Regions from separate parts of the Urocitellus parryii genome. Here region 1 is linked to region 2. The links are chromatin contacts, called in public Hi-C maps. All regions are on one chromosome and are shown on one strand. The core of a region is the stretch at or near the end of the contact, and the rest is flanking DNA. Distances in the headings are between cores, read along the strand shown. Region 1 holds the start of Suclg2 (succinate-CoA ligase GDP-forming subunit beta). Region 2 holds the start of Kbtbd8 (kelch repeat and BTB domain containing 8).

What was found. Hi-C and Micro-C count contacts between places; a contact is called where the count stands out from the background.
Region 1: a contact with region 2 is called in a Hi-C map of muscle, with 3 times the contacts expected there. The contact joins the promoter of Suclg2 here to the promoter of Kbtbd8 in region 2. A contact is called at or near these places in 2 of 2 Hi-C or Micro-C datasets (liver and muscle).

The regions. Positions count from the first base shown.
Region 1 is chr16:433,709-436,440 of mUroPar1.hap1, forward strand. It overlaps Suclg2 (succinate-CoA ligase GDP-forming subunit beta), which reads right to left and starts at 1,381. Exons shown (of 11, transcript XM_077793498.1): 1 at 1,246-1,381. The coding sequence starts at 1,329.
Region 2 is chr16:104,318-107,231 of mUroPar1.hap1, forward strand. It overlaps Kbtbd8 (kelch repeat and BTB domain containing 8), which reads left to right and starts at 1,409. Exons shown (of 4, transcript XM_026381757.2): 1 at 1,409-1,482; 2 at 1,829-2,036. The coding sequence starts at 1,467.

The DNA.
Region 1 (2,732 bases), core at 131-2,630, 330 kb after region 2:
CAATACAGTGCCTTGTAAGTTTTCCCTGTACAAGTCCTTCCTTCCCTTGGGTTTTCACTGGCCCGGGGCCACGTCTCCCGAGTTCAAGTCCACGCTCAGAGCACCCTGATTCTTGTTTTCTGTGACGTCGGTCCCCTGGAGGTGTCCTCTTTCCTCTGGGTCAACTGTGACTAGTGATTTTAATTAGACTAAAGCGCCCTCCTCTTACCACCCCAACACACTGTGACTTTACAGGATAAGTATCAGCGCCTTCTAAATTCACAGAAACAGAGAAATGGGATGTCAGGAAATGGAAGGAGAGGAAGAAGGAAACCATAACTCAGGTGTCTTGATGAGGCAAAGCTTAGAGTAACTTGGAGAAGCATCAGCTATTTTTTTTTTCCAGTTTTCTTAAGAAATATAGGAAGCACATCCTGTTTGAAAATGGATGAGTGATAATTTGCCTCTTATCAGTGAAAAATGGGGCCATGGGCAAGGTCATTGATGGGCTATGGCTGAGCCCCAGACTGTCCCTTCTTAAAAAAGAGAGAATCTGTGGGAACCAGGAGTCTGGGGCTGGTGGCTTCTCAGACAGCATGGCCCACAGGACTTCGCCCCACGGTCTCCCCCTGTGTGAAGCCCCACAGCCAGCAGTACAGTCCACACCGGGGACAAGCTGGGACAGCCCTTCAGTGTCCACTGCCCTCCTTTGATGTGACTCTCCCCAGAGCACGGAGAAGGTGGACCGGCCAGCAGCTGTTGGCTGAAGGGAGGGAAAGGGCTTCCGGTTTTCACCAGCTGAGCGCCCTCCAGTCCACAGAAGTGGAACCGGCAGGAGGTCCAAGGTCAGGTGAGTGGCACCCCTGCTAGGCCCAGGTTTCAGGCATGTTTACCACGTGGCCTGCCTGACGCGCGCTCGGAGCCTCGGACTTTCAGAACTAGCCCTGGCAGCCGCGGAAGTGAAACCTCGGGACTCGGGAACACGGAGGAACTCTTCCTAAACTTTTCCAGAACTTGCGTCCAGCGCCTGGCGGAGGGAACAGGGGCGGACAGAAGGGGCAGACGGAGAAGGGGAAAGAAGGGCCCGGGGGAACCGGGAGATGGGGGCGCAGCGCGGGCAGGAGACACGGGCCAGGAGGGGACAGAGCGGGCCGGAGGGACAGGGGCGCAGGAGGACAGAAGGGGCAAGAGCGACAGGGGCGCAGGAAGGCGCGGGTCCGGCGGGCGAGGCCGCGCAGGCGCCTTCCCCTCACCGGCTGCGCTCACCTGGCACCTGGCGGCCAGCAGCCGGGGCCGCAGCGCGGGGTCTCGCAGAAGCCGGGCAGAGCGCGCGGCCACGGGGAGCGCCATCTTCACCAGGAACTGGGGAGCCGCGGGCAGGACTGGGAGGAGGACAGGGGCGGGGAGGAGGGCTGGGGAGGGGCGGGGAGGAGGGCTGGGGAGGGGCGGGGAGGAGGGCTGGGGAGGGGCGGGGAGGAGAGCTGGGGAGGGGCGGGGAGAGGCGAGACGGAGATCCGGACAGGGGCGGGGAGGAGAAGAGAGGCAGGGAGGGGCGGGGAGGAGAGCTGGGGAGGGGCGGGGAGGAGGGCTGGGGAGGGGCGGGGAGGAGGGCTGGGGAGGGGCGGGGAGAGGCGAGACGGAGATCTGGACAGGGGCGGGGAGGAGAAGAGAGGCAGGGAGGGGCGGGGAGGAGGAGAGGGGCGGGGAGGAGAGCTGGGCAGGGGCGGGAGGAGGGGAGGGGAGAGGAGAGAGGACCGGAGGAGAGGGGGCGGGACGGGGAGGAGAGCAGCGGGGAAAGCCAGGCGGAGAGGAGAGGGAGGTCCGGAGGGAGAGGGGCGGGCCGTAGCGCAGGAAGGAGGCGCGCACGGGAGGTCAGCCGAGCGCGCTCGGGTAGGGGAGGCCACGCCCTAGGCCCTCAGCCCCACCGTGTTCTCTCCGCCTGCTGTCTGCGGCGCCCTAGGTCCAGCCAGGCCCAAGTTCACAGTGGGCGGTCCTGAGGCCTGATGACCTTCTTGGCGAGCCACACTCTGGGAGAGCCGAGCCTTGCGCTCCTGAAATCCAGAGGGCCCTGTCTTGCAGGCGCGCTGACAGCCCGGGCCGGGAGCGGGCGCCCTGAGGCTGACTCCCGGATCCTGGGCCGCAAGGGCTGTCCAGGGACGTAGGTCCAGTTAAGGCCCCGAGGACTTTGGAGAGGCGCGGGGAGCCTGCATCCCGGGCCCAGGGAGTCTTCTGAAGTAGGTGGAGGCTCCGGTTCTGTTTTTCCCGGTGGCGGGGATGGCACCCAGGGGCGCTCCTCCGCCGAGCCCCAAGCCCTTTTGATATTGAGGGGGTCTCTGCCTGGACTAACTTGAACTTGGGTTCCTCCTGACTCGGACTCCGGCTGATAGTACCAGATTTGCTTCTGTTTGTTTGCTTTTTGCTTTTGATCCTTAACCTGAATTCAATGCAAAGCTATGGATGGATTTTAAACCAGTAATCTTAACGGAGAATCTGTGTGGAGTCTCAGGACTCTGCGCACATTACGTGCATAATAACGATGCAACTCTTGAGTTGTGTCGGAGCACTTGACAGATGCAAACAGCCTTAACAGTAACCTTAAGTGGAAGCAAATGCAAAATCCTTGTTTTCCCAAAGAGGAAACTGAGGCACAAAAAAGTTAAGTCACTTGGTGGAAATCACAGTTTTCATAAAGAATAACTACGAGATTCAAATCCATGCCCTCACCCCATTAAGCCCGAGGTTAGAACTTTTTA
Region 2 (2,914 bases), core at 159-2,658:
TTATTATAAAACAAAGCTGTAGCCTCTGGCTATTTAGTATCAACCCTGAAACAGAATCTCATTTATATTCTTGAAGATCACTGAGAATGAAGAGGACTGTCGCCTCAATTTTGATATTTTCTTATTCTGTTTTTAAAGTGCATCTTAATGATAAGGAAATCTTTACTATGCAATGCCATCTGCCAAGTAAAATAAAATATAATTGTAACTTTGTAGTTATAAATTGCTATTTTTTTGTTTACATTTAGAAATCTTTATGGGTCAAACAATCAGAAATCTTTCTTTTAATTAATTAAACTATTGCCAAACCTATGGGTTAATTGGTTGAGAATTCCTTTAGGATTCAGTAGAAATTCCCCTCTTCTAAAAGGTCTGAAAAGACCAATAAGTTTAACTTCAAATTAACAACAAATAATATTTCAATTAGATATGTCTCTAATAATGAATATCCTGCACATTTATTTGCTAAATCTGGGAGCCCTGATAATTTATGCCATTTTTCTTAATACCATCAATATTGTGAGCAAAATCACTATTTTAATAATTGAAATCATAGAAAATGGGCATTTAAAGTTACCAGAATCAAAAACTAAATGAAATTCATCCACGCAGAACTGTGCATTAAGGATTTTCATACAATCTTAAGTGCCTAGGGGAAACACCACTTCCTTCCTGTACATTTGCATGGGAACTTGCCACTTTCCATTTCTAGTGGACGGAAATCAATTGTTTTTCGTCTTTCTCCATTTCTCAATCACAATCTAAATCCCAATATCCTTTATTAAGTAGATTTCCCTCTCTAATAAAATTCTTTCCCATTCACTGGTAACTCACCCTTACATTCAAAAGTCTAGCATTACCCATGCTAGTTCATTTGTGCTTTATTTTTTTTTCTTTTTAATAATATCAATAAGGTGGCAGACACCTGTTAGATGCCAGAAACACAGGATGAGTAAATAGAAACACATAAACAATAAAATTTATCCTTTCTTGTTGACACACCCATCTCTCCACCTGCTCCCGAGCTGGCCAATAAGAACCCCGGCGTTCTTTCGCACAGCCTCCGTACAGCCTCTGCGCTCCACCTCCGCGCGAGCCAGCCAATAGGAATCCGGTCCTGGCCCCGCCGAATCCCAGAGCTCCACCCCCAATCAAACCGGCCAATAGGAATCCCGGCGTGGGCTGGCTCAGCCCTTCGCTCCACCTGCGCCCCAGCCGGCCAATAGGAACCCCGGCCTGGTCCCCGCCTGACCGACCACGCGGGAGCGAGACAATGAAACTACATTTCCCGGCGCGCACGTTCACCCGTTGTGGCCAATCAGTGCCAGTAGTTCGTGAGGTGGGGGCGGAGCCAGGCTAATAGGCCACCCCATTGGCCCGGAGAGCTTAGAAGAGCCGGAACCCGGGAGCGAGAGAAGCGAAATGACATTTCCTCTTTAAAGAGCTGGAGCCGGGCCCAGCGCGCCATGGCCGCGTGCGCAGGTGGGCACCGCGGGGGCGCAGGATGGAGGGCGTGCGTAGGTGGTCGGGGCTGGTGACTGGGCGGGCCTGAGGCGGGGGAGGGCGTCGGGACCCACCAGCGGGGGAGCCTCTCGGGTAGCGCTGCAGCGCGGAGCCGGCTCTGCGGTCTCGGACCTCGCCGGTGCCGCCGCGCGTCCCGTGGCGGGCGCGGGCGCGATTTGGCGGAGGCCGCCGCGTCTGGCCGCAGGCCGGCCTCTCGGCCCTGCGGACCGGCGTGCGTGGTGCCGGGCTCGGAGCCGCGCCGAGAGCCCCGGGACGCGGGGCTGGCCGGAGCTTGCGTGGTCCTACGGCCAGTTTTCCTCCCTAGATCTAAGTAAGTCCCCGACGCCGAACGGGACCCCGTCTGCGGACGCCGCCGGCGACGCCGTGGACCCCTCCCACGCGTGCAGTGTCCTCAAGCAGCTCAGAGCCATGTACGAGGAGGCACAGCTGACGGACATCGTGGTGGAAGTGGACCATGGGAAGACCTTTTCCTGCCACCGGAACGTCCTCGCTGCCATCAGCCCCTACTTCAGGTATGAGGGCGCCGGACTCCTGCTGGTGTCCGCACCGACCCCTCCGTGAGACGACGGTGACGATTCTCACGAGACGGGACCGCGGGTCTCGTCCCTACCGGGCCCTGCTGCTCGCTTCAGGGGCTCCTCCAGCGCGCAGGTGGCTGTTTTAAAGTTGGTGGTTTGACATTCACGACCAGGGAATCTAGATTTGTGCTACTCAACATGGCAGCCACGAGCGACATGTCGCCGTTTGAACAAATCGTTTAAATTAAACCAGTTCCTCAAGTACACTAAACACAGTTTAAGTGCTTAGTAGCCACTTGCAGTGCTACTTAGTAGCTGCCGTATTGGGCAGCACAGATAAACAGCATTTGCATCGTTAAAAGTTTTCAGGGGGACTGGGACTGTAGCTCAGTGGCAGACCTCTTGCCTAGCACGTGGGAGGCACTGGGTTGGAGCCTCAGCACTACATAAACATACATACATAAATTAATAAATAAACGCATGCTGTCCATCTACAACTACAAATTTTTTTTTTAATTAAGCAGTGCTGATTTAGAATCTGTTCCAAAAAATTACTCATGATGCATTTTTTTTTAGTATGTGTATCTCTTTTGGAGTTTAAAATCATAGAAACTTGTCCTTCACCAACAAATGACAAATGACCATTCAGTACATTGTCTTAAAACCATGGGGGTAAAAGCAGTAGAGTAAAAATGAATATAGTTTGTGTGTGTTATAGGCACCAAACTAGTGATTATTTCCAAGATTTTAGAAGCATTTTTATCACTTTAATTTAGGTTGGTTTATCATAAAACGTTGAAAAGTAAACATTTAAAACTTGGGTTTGAAAAAGTGCTTCCTACTCTTAAAAAGAGATTCATGGAAAAGGTAGT